2 separate regions of the Macaca mulatta genome follow, and region 1 is linked to region 2. Evidence: chromatin contacts called from public Hi-C data. All regions are on one chromosome and are shown on one strand. Each heading gives the region's core, a stretch centred on a gene start, on an enhancer-like site or on the middle of the called end of the contact. The rest is flanking DNA. Distances are from core to core; before and after follow the strand shown. Region 1 overlaps RIPOR3 (RIPOR family member 3). Region 2 has its middle 39 kb from the start of PTPN1.

Region 1 (6,964 bases), core at 2,055-4,554, 120 kb after region 2:
GAGCAACTCCTGTTTCTTTCCATCCCTGCTGATGTGAAACAGATGTTGTCAATCAGCTGGGGTTAGAGTTTTCCACTTCTAAGAATTAACCTCAGCATCCCCGCGTTGCCAGCGCCCTCAGGCTGGAGCGCTTTCCTTGAGGGTGAGCTTACTGAACACCTTAGGCCTCAGCCCACTTCCTTCCCAAACCCACGCTTTCCATGTAGAGGGCCCTTGGATAACTTAACAAACTTATCAGTGTTGTTTGAAGAACAGTGTTTTGAGTTGTAATCTCAAAACCATGTCCCTTACCCAATTACCTGTAAGACACAATGGTTACCGCATCTCAGTACGTAAAGTCCATTTGATATAGAGTTGACTTAAAAATAAGATAAAAAATTAGTACAGTTTTTCATTTGTGTACAAAATTAAACAATGTAAAAATTCCCCCCAAAGTGATTTTTTTGACTTTTCGTTTTGAAGTAACTTTGGACTTGCAGAATGTTGCCAAAATAGTACAAAGAGTTCCCCGGTACCCTCCAAGGTTCTTCGACTGTTTCAAAGCTGGCTGCAGGCCCAGGCTCATGAGACTGGGAAAAGGACAGGCTGTGGTCATGTGGACCCGCAGGGGCCTAGGGCTGCAGATGTCAGTGTTGCTCCCACTGTTTCAGGTATAAAAAAGGGCCTCTAAGCTTTCAAGAAGAGAACGCTCTAGGGCAATGGTCCCCAACCTTTTGGGCACCAGGGACCGGTTCCATGGAAGACAATTTTTCCACAGGCCTGGGGGTGGTGAGGCATGGTTTTGGGATAGAAACTTCCACCTCAGATCATCAGGCATCAGATTATCATAAGGAGCTTGCAAGCTGATCTCTCGCACAGGCAGTTCACAATAACACATGCAGTTCACGATAGGGTTCGCGCTCCTATGAGAACCTGATGCTGCAGCTGATCTAACAGGAGGTGGAGCTCAGGCAGTAATGCTTGCTCGCCGGCCACTCACCTCCTGCCATGCAGCCCAGTTCCTAACAGGCCTCAGACCGGTACCGGTCCGTGGCCTGGGGGTTGAGGACCCCTGCTCTAAGTGGGTACTGCTGATGCTTAAAAAAAGAGGAGGGGGTTTGCCAGAAATCAGATGGGGCAAAAGGGCAAAGGCTGTGCCACAGAGTGCCCATATAGGGGAGAGCACGCCTGGAGCCTTCGAGAGCATGCAGAGAAGCCTGGAGACAGCGTTTACCAGAGTCGCTGCCTGAGGCCGCCCTCCTTTAAGTGTCCCCACAGCGCACCACAAGACCACAGGGGTGACCTCCCCACTGGCAGGTGTTTGGGGAAACAACCGCTGTCTACTCTTTTGGGTAAACAGTGAAACACCAATTAAAATAGTTTAATTGAAATTTCAGAAAATGGAACATATGAACAAGGCAAATAAATACTAAGTTAAACCAAAAAGCACAAAATATGTACAGGAAGTATCGATGAGAATGTTCAAGTTAAAGTTCTCCAATGCCATTGCTACAGCAACCTCAAACCCTAGGTTCTGTCTGCACTATTAACACAGACATCTCAGGACATGGTTTGCTTTTTTTAAGACTTAAATAGGAAACTAATTTTCTTTCTTTAAAACAGTGTGTTCTTCAGTGAACTCTTTCTTCAGGCCAGTTGATGGCTTCTGTAACGGTTTATTGACGAGACCCTAGGGTAGCTTCCGAAGCTGGCTTGATTGCATTTGGGTGCGGATGGCCAAAGTGAGTGGCCCTGCTGCCCGTGCTACTCAGGGCTCCTGGGCTGATGTGGTGGCTTCTTCCGTTTGTGCTGCTGAACAGGGGGAAAATGAGGTTCTCAGTCCACCAGCCGCTGTCTGGGAGTTCCACCGGCACTCTGGCTGCAGGTCAGGCTGAGAGTGTGCATGTAGAAACCCTGGCTTTGTGCCTTCCCGCCTTCCCCAGCTCACCAAGGTGACACCTGGCTGCTGCTGAAATGACCTGAGCAGTCTTGCATTAACAGGGCCAGCCACCTGCCAGCCTGCTGCATCCCAGCGCCTGTTGACCCAGAAGTGCCAAGCAGCTGACCGGCAGGGAGGCCTGGAGTTCTACACACTTGTCTTGGAGCCTTTTATTTAGGGCCTCGACTTGCCTGGCCTTGGCCCTTTTGTAGGTGGCCACCTAGTGCAGCTCAGCTCTGCATCTCTGGGAAGGTCACACAGACCCGCAGCCAGAAGTCGAGCGCTCCACTGAGGCCTGGCAGCCCCTGCCTTGCTTTTTTCTGCTTCTGTACAAAAGACCAGCCCATGCCCTGGGGCTGGGTCAGTGGCCGGAGCCTCAGGCAGCGCTCTGGACAGCTCACACTCCTGGAGGAGCGCACAGCACCATTACCCAGCGCGCAGGCTATGTCCAAGCCGGGCAGCGGCAAAAAACCGATGTGAGATTTGTGCTCAACGACCAGGATTTTTTAAAATATTGTGATTTCAACATCTGCCTCCTGGCAAAAGACTTCTCTTTGTTCTGAGCAGAGCTTGTCCATCTTCTCAAAAGCTAACCGTCCGTTTTCACCTGAAATAGCAAAGGGACCTGTCACCAGATTGGATCCTGCCTTGGCACTTCCGACTCTCATGGGCCAAGGTGGCCCTAGTGCTTAGTGACTGTGGGTCCCGGTGGTCTCTGCAAAGCGGCAGGGGAGGGAGTATGTGCGGGAGCCCCCACCTGGTGACTCACATGGCCTGGGGGGCCTTGCCTTTAACTCTAGGATGTCCTGCTGAATCGGAACCCTGCCTTGCCTCTGGCTTCTATCCCAAAGGTCATAAAGTCTAAGAAGATAGCGAACACTCCCTGCCACCCAGCCCTGGCAGGATGCTACAAAGGGTGAAGGTTGGCTCTGTGCCAGGGCTGCTAACGGTGCCCATCCCGGGTACCCCAGAGCTGTTCTGCCTGCTGGGAGAGCTGGGTGTGGCTGTGGCCTCTCGCAGGTTCTGAGGGCCCCAGGAACTCCGCTGCGCTGCACAGATTGTGCCACTTTACCGAACGAGAGTGTGGTTTCCCGGGCTGCCGCCCGCACGGCCTCCAGGTCAGACTGGCACAGGCTGGCAATCTGGTCGATGCTTTCAATGCCCTATTCGAGATTAGGAGAAAGAATCCTTTGGGGGCCTTCTCAACAGCAGGTAGAGTCCACTTAGCGGCCCTGCAGGGCCAGCCCTAGCGTGGTCTCTGGGGACTCAGCCCCTTCTTTTTCTCCAGGCTTCCAGGTTTTTTAGGTGGCCTCAGGTGCATGAGAGGCACCTCTGGACTGTGGAAGTGTCTCGCCTCTTCAGCTCTGACACCTGCTAGGGAGTCAGGCTGTTGGCAGAACTCGTCTTCCTGGATGCCTGCTGAAAGGCTAGAATTGAAAAGGAGGAGACCTGCTGCTTTCTGGACCTTCCTGCCTCCCCCATGCTCTCTTTACCCTACTCTCCAGGGCAGCCTGTGCCAGTATGCCCGACTCTGGCACATGCCCCCGGCGCGGGTTGCTCCTGCGGGCCAAGGACCAGCATGCGCTGCAGCGCCCTCTACTGGACACCCGGCCCTTGCTGGTTTTCTGATCCTAACCAGCTTCTCCTCTTAGAATTTCCTGTTGATTCATCCCAGAAAGAATGGGATGAGCGAGTTCAATCTGTATTGAACTATCTTTAATCTAGCAGCTGTGCAATTCCAAATGCAGGTGAGGCTGAGGTGAGGCTGAGGGAAAGCGGGCATCCCCTCACATCCATGGGATCTATGTGTGGGTTGTATCAAGTCTCAAAAATGCTCATATTCTCTGGCCCTAGAATTGGGTCTAGCCTAAGGAAATAATTCAGAACTCTGTTTTTAAAGCTTTATGCACAAACATGATCACAATGACATGCTTTATGATAAAAATTGGATAAAGAAAACTATTTCCTATGACAGCGGGTGAGTAGGTTAAATTAAGGTGTATACTTGATAGCCCCTTCATACAGAATTCTAAAGTGAAAAAAAAAAGACCCCCCCAAAAAAAAAACCACAAATAAAGAATTCTAAAGTGCTGCCAGTCTAACACAAAATGTTCTTGTTTTGTTGACTGTTTTTAAACTATGTTTGGATCAACAATTTTAAATGCTCACGCATACCCACAAACTTTTAAAAGAAGCATACCAAAATGTCAGCCGTTGCTTCTGCTACATTCTAGGATGATGGATAACTTTCTTTTCTATCTCTGTATTTTATACTTTTTTTTTTTTTTTTTGAGATGGGGTCTTGCTTTGTCGCCCAGGCTGGAGCGCAGTGGCACGATCTCAGCTCACTGCAACTTCCGCCTCCCGGGTTCAAGTCCCGAGTAGCTGGGACTACAGGCATGTGCCACCACACCTAGCTAATTTTGTGTGTATGGGTTTTGCCATGTTGGCCAGGCTGGTCTCGAACTCCTGACCTCAGGTGATCTGCCCACCTCGGCCTCCCAAAGTGCTGGGATTGTAGGCGTGAGCCACCATGGCCCGGCCCCAGTGAAATCATTTTAAAGTTAACTAACCTTAACCCTAACCACAAGCAGGCTTCTCTGTCAGCCACTAATGGAGAAACGTCAGGCTCACCTTGAGCTGTTTGAGCGCCAGGCACGCGGCCTGCTGGAGCCTTGCATCGTTCTCTGCCAGGGCGTTGGTGTAGAAGAGCACAGCCTGGGGAGAGTAAGGAGGCTGTGAATGGAGGGGTGAGCAGGAGTGGAGTCCATGGTTCCGGGTCCATCAACCGCCAGGTGCCGACAGTAAGGCACGCTGTGCCCATCTTTCTCTAAACAACGTTCAGGACAGGATCAGTCCATCTTTGGGCCAGGTGTACACAGTCACAAGAGCTATACTGTGGTGTTTAATTTATCCCTAAAAACTGGTCCCAGGGCTAATACAATGAAGAAAACTCCTTTTGTCTAATGATATTCCAGAAGTGCATTCTGAAACTGCTGTCTATAAAATGCTGACTGAGAGACATCAGATGCCCAGCTCAGAGCAACAGAAGAACTGATCATACCATGTGCATCGCCCTCTGCAGCTGAAAACGGGCAGCGCTGCTGCCTCAGGCCAGAGGGAAACCTGCCTATTCCCCTCAGCCCCCCCTGTCCAATCTCAGCGGTGACCGTGCCCTCTTCAGTCTCACGCCCATGGCCACATCAGTTCATGTCTTTGGGCCTAACTTGACTCAGCTGAAAACAAAGCTGGCACTTGTTTCATGCGTCGCTGTAGGGTTTGTTAGAAAGCACACGGGGTTGTGCCCGGCCCGCAGGGGAGTCCAGCATCTGCGGCTGCAAAGGGAAACCCAGGAGTGGGTTTGTGCTCACTCAGTCGAGTGGCTGCACCTTCAACTGCACGGGTGGGGCGGTGGGGGGGCCCATCTGCAGGTGGCTCTCCGAAGTGTCTGCTGCTTTGGGAAGACAGGGAGACTGGGAGTAGGATCGGGTTCTCCCGCTCCTCCTACACAGGGCACTGGTGAAGGCTGTCAGGCCATATCAGTATGGAAATGTCACACTACCCACTGCCTCTAATCCCGGGGTGCCAGGTCATGGCAGCCCACTCCCTCCTCAGCACCCTCACCTGAGGGCAAGTGATCTGTCACTGGGTTGGCCCCCACCTCAGTGTTTCCTACTCTCTCAAGTCTGTCACATGAAGACGAAGGGCTTTTTTTTTTTTGGAAACAGAGTCTCACTTCATTGTCCAAGCTGGGGTACAGTAGCACAATCTCGGCTCACTGCAGCCTCTGCTTCCCAGGTTCAGACAATTCTCATGCCTCAGCCTCCCGAGTAGCTGAGACTACAGGCATGCACTGCCACTCTTGGCTAATTGTTTTATGTTTTTAGTAGAGATGGGGTTTCACTATGTTGGCCAGGCTGGTGTCGAACTCCTGAACTCAAGTGATCCACCTGCCTCGGCCTCCCAAAGTTCTGGGATTACAGGCGTGAGCCACCACATCTGGCCATGGAGGCCTTGTTTACAGTATGAAAAGATACCCCCATACCCCTAAACCCAAAAAAACAAAATACACCTGACTTCAATGGATCCTGGAAGCCAACCAACTACTAGTTTTCAGGAACTACAGAAAACAAATATATTAAACTACCATTAAACTTCCTGCAAGCAGCAAAGTCTAGATAGTCTAGAACAACCTGGGACTGTCAAGTTAATTGCAAGCAGAAAAAGAAATGGAGAAAAAGCCTTTAGATTAAGTGGAAATTGAAAACCATCAGCCAATCACAATATGTGTCCTTATGTAGATCCTAGTTTAGCAAAAAACAGGATGTTTGAGGCTTGGAAATTTGAACATAAGATGTATGATACAAAGAAATTCATGGTTAATTTTTTAGATAAGGTAATGGTATTAGAGTTGTGATTTTTGAAAGAATTCTTAACCTTTTGACACATATAGTTAACTATTTAAGGTCAAATAGGATGCCTCAGGTTGCTTCAAAGTGATACAGGGAAGTGGAGGGAGAAGGGGCAGGATTGGCCATGAGTTGATGGTGGTTGGGCTTGGGTTATGGGTGCAGGTGGATTCATTATATTGCTCTGCCTACTTTTGCAAGTTCAAAAGTCTCCAAATAAAGAGTTTAAAACAACCACAAAGTAGGCGGATGGGCTCCAAGAAGGGCTATTGGCAACGTAACTGGAGATTTCCTCTCCAGTCTGGAGCTGAGACCAGCAGTGTAGACTATGCCCTTGATGTCACCCTTCCTGAACCCCTCAGAGTGTCGCGGCTTAAACATACAGTAGTCACAGGCCAAGAGTGAAAAGGCAGAGAGGTCCATTCTCTTGGTTTTCAAATGGACTGAACACAATGACCCATTACCAGGTAGCCACGAATATTAATTGAAAGTAAATAAGGATGACTATCAAAACACTAAGAAAGGCTGGGCGCAGTGGCTCACGCCTGTAATCCCAGCACTTTGGGAGACCGAGGCGGGCAGATCACAGGATCAGGAGTTTGAGACCAGCCTGGCCAACATGGTGAAACCCCATCTC
Region 2 (6,396 bases), core at 1,346-3,845:
ACCCACCCATCTCAGACATCCCTGTGAAAAACAAATAAATGCTTATCATATTTCAGTCTCTTATTTTGTCTCTGGGCCCCACAGATGAAATTATATTCTAATAATACACCTCTAAAGAAGTTGGCCTGGCATATATAAATAAAGCTCTTTCTCCTTTTCTTTTCTTCCTCCTCCTCCTCTTCCTTCTTTCTCCTTCTCCTTCTTCTTCTTCTCCTCTTTCTCCTCCTCCTCTTCCTCCTCCTCCTCTTCCTCCTCCTTCTTCTCTTCTTCTTGATTTTTCTTCTTTTGGTTTGTTGGTATTTTTTTGAAACAGAGTCTTGCTTGACACCCAGGCTTGAGTCCAGTGGTGTGATCATAGCTCACTGCAGCCTTGAACTCCTTGGCTCAAGTGATCCACCTTGGCCTCTTGAGTAGCTGAGACTATAGGTGTGCACCACCATGCCTGGCTAATTTTCTTTGTAAAATTTTCTTTAGAGATGCAGTCTCACTGTGTTTCCCAGGCTGGTCTCAAACTCCTGGACTCAGGTGATCCTCCCTCCTTGGCTTCCCAAAGTGCCTGGGATTACAGATGTGATCCACCACACTTGGCCTTCTTTTTTTTCATTTTTATTTTTTAACAGAAGGAAGTATACAAGTTTGATTCACTTATATCAGTTTATTCCTGTTCAATAAATACTTAAGACCTTCTAAAGGAAGATGCCTGCCAAGGAGGCCCCTATGTTATAGCAGCATTAAAAAAATAACAATAACTTGGCCAGGCACAGTGGCTCACACCTGTAATCTCAGCAATTTGGGAGGCCAAGGTGGAAGGATTGCTTGAGCCCAGGAGTTCAAGACCAGCCTGGACAACATAACGAGAACTCTTCTCTATTAAAAATAAATAAATAAATAAAACCTACTCTTTGGCACCTTTAGCTTAAGTCCTCCAGGGAGCTGGTTTCCAAAGCTGGCTGACTATCAGCAGCATATGGGGAGTCTTAGACTCCTGGACCTTGGCCCGTTCATTGGAAGAAGTAGGACATTGGAAATTTGTAATTTTAAAAACACTCCCCTTCTTACCAGCTGTGTGACTTTGGGCAAGTGATTTAACTTCCGAGTGCTGCCATTTCCTTATCAGTGAAATGGGGACAATAATCATACCTACCACATAGGTCTGTTGTGGGCGTGAATGTATTTCATATGTACAAAGCCCTGAGCATAGTGCCTGGAACAGAGCAAGATCTCTATGTGTGAGTTATCATTATGTCTGTTGGTGGGAATATAGATTAATGCAAACTGGCCGGGTGCCATGGCTCACACCTGTAATCCCAGCACTTTAGGAGGCCAAGGTGGGAGGATCACTTCAGCCCAAGAGTTCAAGACCAGCCTCTGCAACATAGCTAGACCTCGTCTCTACAAGAAATTAAAAAAAAAAAAAAAATAGCCAGACGTGGTGGGGCATGCGTGTGGTCCCAACTACTCGGGAGCCTGAAGTGGGAGGATCACATGAGTCTAGGAGGTCAAGGCTAAAGTGAGTTGTGATTGTGCCACTGCACTCCAGCTTGGGTGACAGAGTGAAACCCTGTCTCAAACAAAATAAAACAAACAAACAAAAATTGATGTACAATTTCTGGAGGACAGTTTGTGCTATCTACCAAAGTATTAAATATGTACTCTTTGACCCAGCAACATGGTAGCTCATCCAGGGCACAAGAATGCTCATTACAGCTTAGATTTATTCAACAAGTTTTTATTGAGCACCTACCACAGTACTTTAGTCAGAATAAAATAGGCTATGCTGTAGGGACAAAGCCAGCATTGCAGTGACTTAATGCAGCAAAGGTTCATTTCTTGCTTTGCATTATGATACAAATTGAGTACTTTTCTCCATCTGGAACAGGCTGATGCAGATGAATCCCAAAATCGGGGCTCAGCCTGGGAGGGTTCTTGGCTTCACTCAGGAAAGAATTCAAGAGTGAGCCAACAGTGAAAGAAAGCAAGTTTATTAGAGCAGCAGTGTGCAGCAGAGGGACTGCTCTGCAGATAAAGCAGGGCTACTCCAAAGGCTACTCCAAAGCAGCCCAGAACAGCAGTCCCTGCAGACCAGGGCTGCCGATATTTATACCCACTCTTAATTATATGCTAATGAAGGGGCAGGTTATTCAGACTTTTCTAGAAAAGAGGCAGAGGGTTCCCAGAACTATATAAGGTAACTTCCGGGTCATTGCCCTGGCATTTGTAAACTGTCCTGGTGCTGGTGGGAGTGTCTTTATGCTAATGAGCAGTGAGGGCAACTAGAGGTCACTTTTGTCACCATCTGCTGGTTTCAGCCAGTTTCTTTACTGCATCCTGTTTTGATCAGCAGGGCTGTGATTTGTGCTTGGAAAATAAGTCCTACTGATCTCCTACCTCACCTTCTTTATCTGGAACAGGAAGTCTTAGAGATGAACACAGCAGGCAAAGAAAGAGCTAGAAGGTAACATGGAATTTTTTAACGGCCAGACCAGGAAGTAGCTTTCATCACTTTTGCATATCCCACTGGGCATAAATGAGCCATGTATTTCCAACCTTACTGCAAGGAAGGCTGCGAGAGGTAGAAGAGCATGTAGATATTGAGTGAGCGTTGTCTTTGTGACATCTACTATGTTCAAAGGACAGTGCTAGGAGCTGGGGCAGTCATGGGGGAGCAAGACCAGCAAGGTTCCTGCCCTCATAGGTCCTCCCTTCTAATGAGGGAGATAGACAATAAACCTCTGCTCTAAATACGACCCCAGATACATGTCATTTTGCACTTGAGCAAGAATATCTGACAGATACATTTTCAGAAGCTGTGGCTGCTGCATCAAAGAGTATATATATATTTGTCATTTCAACAGATATGGTCAAATTGTCCTCCATAGGATTGTGCCAATTTCCACCTCCACCAACAAGGTACAAAAATGCTTTTTTTTGCCTGCAGCCTTGCCAACACAGTGTGTTATCAGACTTTGGGATTTTTTGCCAATCTGATAGGCGAGAAATGATCTCTGTGTACTTTTAATTTGCATTTTTCTTATTATAAAGGAAGTTGAACATCCTTTCATATGTTTATGAGCTATTTGTATTTCCTTTTCTGTGCACTTGTGTGTATATATCCCTCATCCATTTTCCTCTGAGTCATTGGTTGAGGATATTACTAAATGAAAAAGTGAAGGGACAGAACAGAATGCATAGTAGAATCATTTTTGAAAATGAAAAGTGAAACAATATGTTGGCATGTACATATAAATGTATTCACATAGGCATAAAAATTTTCTATTTTACTTTCTTTTTTTTTTTTTTGGCATAAACATTTTCTAGAAGCAGCCAGGTGTGGTGGCTTATGCCTGTAATCCCAGCACTTTGGGAGGCCAAGGCCGGTGGATCACTTGAGGCCAGGAGTTCAAGACCAGCCTGGCCAACATGGTGAAACCCTGTTTCTACTAAAAATACAAAATTAGTTGGGCGTGATGGTGGGTGCCTGTAATCCCAGCTACTCAGGAGGCTGAGTCAGGAGAATCACTTGAGCCCAGGAGGTGGAGGTTGCAGTGAGCTGAGATTGCGCCACTGCACTCCAGCCTGGGTAACAAGAGCAAAACTCCATCTCAAAAAAAAAAAAAGGTGAACACAGCTACAGATGTCCACCATGAACACCTCCTGTGTGCAAGGCACTGTGGAAGCTGCTGGGGATACAATGGTGAACAAGATATGAGTGGTCCCTGCCCTCAAGGAGCTAACATCTTAGTGGGTAAAAGAAGAAGGGCAAATTAACAAATGTTTTAGGTCAGGTGTGGTAGCTCACACCTGTAATCCGAGCACTTTGGGAGGCCAGAGTGGGTGGATTGCTTGAGCCCAGGAGTTTGAGAACAGCCTGGGTAAAATGGCAAAACCCCATCACAAAAATTGGCCAGGTATGGTGGTGCACGCCTGTTGTCCCAGCTACCAAGGAGGCTGAGGTGGGAGAATCACTTGAGCCCAAGAAGTTGAGGCTGCAGTGAGCCGTGATCATGCCACTGTACTCCAGCCTGGGCATCAGAGTGAGACCCTGTCTCAAAATAAAAGAAAAGATGAATAACTCAGTGGGAAAATGGTCAAAAAAAGGTCGAAGAGAGGAAAAAGCAAATGGCTGTTAAGCATATCAAAAGATGCTCAATTTTGGCCAGGCACAGTGGCTCACGCCTGTAATCCCAGCACTTTGGGAGGCCAAGGCCGGCAGATCACTCAAGGTTGGGAGTTCAAGACCAGCCTGACCAACATGGAGAAACCCTGTCTCCACTAAAAATACAAAATTAGCCAGGTGTGGTGGTGCATGCCTGTAATCCCAGCTACTCAGGAGGCTGAAGCAGGAGAGTCACTTGAACTCGGGAGGTGTTCTGGTGAGCCAAAATCGCACCATTACACTCCTGCCTGGGCAACAAGAGCAAAACTTCAACTCGAAAAAAAAAAAAAAAAGCTCAATTTCATGTATAAAAAGAGAAATGAGATACCATTTCCCACCGCCACCCCCTCCCCCCCACACACACCACTGCATTGGTTTAACCAAAGTCTCGAACTGACAATCCGCTGTGTTGGTAAGCGTGTCTGAAAATGAGCACTCGTAAACTGACGCGATTCCACATGAACATTATTCATGAAGTTTAAAATGACCATAGCTGTTACCACGGCAATTCTGCTTTTAGGAGTTCTTCCTACAGATTTATTCACACACAGCATGGACTCATAACATTTTAAGGGAGTGGGGAGGAACAGAATATATATTCACATTTGCTTGTACATGCATAAACCATCTTAGAAAGATATGCAATGGACTAATAACGGATTGTGGGAAGAAACAGCATATGCAAAAGGCCCCAGGCTGAGAAAGAGGTTGGTGTACTTCAGGAACTAAGAGTGTGCCTGGGAAGGATGACATGTGACAAGTGGTGGCCTGAGGCTGCTGAGCCTTGTAGATCACCACTTAGGAGTCTGGTCTTGAGTCCAAATGCAGTGGGAAGACATTCAAAAGAAGATGATCTGATTTCCATTTTAAGAGCATCTTGCTGCCATTTGGAGAAACTACTGGAGGAAGGCAAGACGCAAATCAGGAGACTGCTCAGCAGGCTGGACAGTTCCCTGAGGGAGGGACAGGGAGCCGGGGGCTGTACCTGAGAGGTGGCAGTGGTGAAGATGAGCAGGCAGATTGAAGACAGTTTGAAATTGCAATGGATGAGTTGGATGTGGCCCAGGAGAGGTAACGGAGCAGACTCGAGGAAGATTCAAGGCCGACTTCTGGCTTACGTGGCCACATGGGTGGTGATGGAGTCTACTGGGCTGGGAAGGCTAGAGAAAGGTGTCCAGATTTTGCTTGGGTACCCCAGGGCGGGGTGTGTTAAGGTTGAGAAGTCAATAAACATCTGAGTGGCAACTTCCCCCTCTCTCCGCTTCCCCAACCCTGCCTAGGGCCATGGTGAGGGTGGGGAGTGGGAAAAGGGCAGGGCATAAAAATAAAAAATAAAAGGCCAGGCACGATGGCTCACACCTGTAATCCCAGCACTTTGGGAGGCCGAGGTGGGCACATCACTTGAGGCCAGGAGTTTGAGGCCAGCCTGGCCAATGTGATGAAACTGTCTCTACTAAAAATACAAAAATTAGCTGGGCGTGGTGGTGTATGCCCGTAATCCCAGCTACTAGGGAAGCTGAGGCAGAAAAATTGCTTGAACCCGGAGGGCAGAGGCTGCAGTGAGCCAAGATCGTGCCACTGCACTCCAGCCTGGGCAACAGAGCAAGACTCTGTCTCTAAAAGAAAAGAAAAGAATGTTCATAGCAGCTTTATTCATAATAACCCAAAACTGGAAATGGCCCAAGTGTTCAACAGCAGAATGGACAAATGTTTACTATATATATATGAATGTGTACATATGTATGTATGTGTGTGTATATATATACACACACACACAAATATATTATTTAATATATAATCTGGGAAGTTTACTGAAATAGTCTAAATATATTATTAGTATACATCATTTTAGTGCGTATATATATATACACACACATATATTAAAAGGATGAAAATGAACAAACTACTGTTACAGCCCACACAAATCAATCTCACAGACATTCTGTTGAGCAACGGAAGCCAGACACCAAGGAGTACGTATTGTCTAATGCCATTTATTCATTTAATTTAATTAATTTATTTATTTATGTATTGAGATGAAGTCTTGCTCTGTTGCCCAGGCTGTAATGCAGTGCCACAATCTTGGCTCACTGCAACCTCTGCCTCCCGGGTTCAAGTGATTCTCTTGCCTCAGCCTCCCAAGTAGCTGGGGCTACAGGCATGTGCCATCACACCCGGCTAATTTTTTGTATCTTTAGTAGAGACAGAGTTTCACTGTGTTGGCCAGGATGTTCTTGATC

What was found. Hi-C and Micro-C count contacts between places; a contact is called where the count stands out from the background.
Region 1: a contact with region 2 is called in a Hi-C map of blood, with 2.9 times the contacts expected there. The contact joins two enhancer-like sites. A contact is called at or near these places in 7 of 14 Hi-C or Micro-C datasets (CD4 T cells, blood, cortical neurons and 3 more).

Annotation. Positions count from the first base shown.
Region 1 is chr10:103,442,052-103,449,015 of T2T-MMU8v2.0, forward strand. It overlaps RIPOR3 (RIPOR family member 3), which reads right to left. Exons shown (of 23, transcript XM_077951985.1): 21 at 4,553-4,636; 22 at 2,991-3,081; 23 at 1,326-2,525. The coding sequence ends at 2,425. Among named protein-coding and RNA genes, the nearest start is that of PTPN1, 78 kb to the left of the region's middle. Within about 2 kb of position 3,305, at least 5 of the 40 cell types and tissues checked have an H3K27ac peak or open chromatin away from gene starts, as enhancers often do. A contact at or near this core is called in blood, where this site is marked.
Region 2 is chr10:103,324,921-103,331,316 of T2T-MMU8v2.0, forward strand. No RefSeq gene overlaps it. Among named protein-coding and RNA genes, the nearest start is that of PTPN1, 39 kb to the right of the region's middle. Within about 2 kb of position 2,596, at least 3 of the 40 cell types and tissues checked have an H3K27ac peak or open chromatin away from gene starts, as enhancers often do. A contact at or near this core is called in blood, where this site is marked.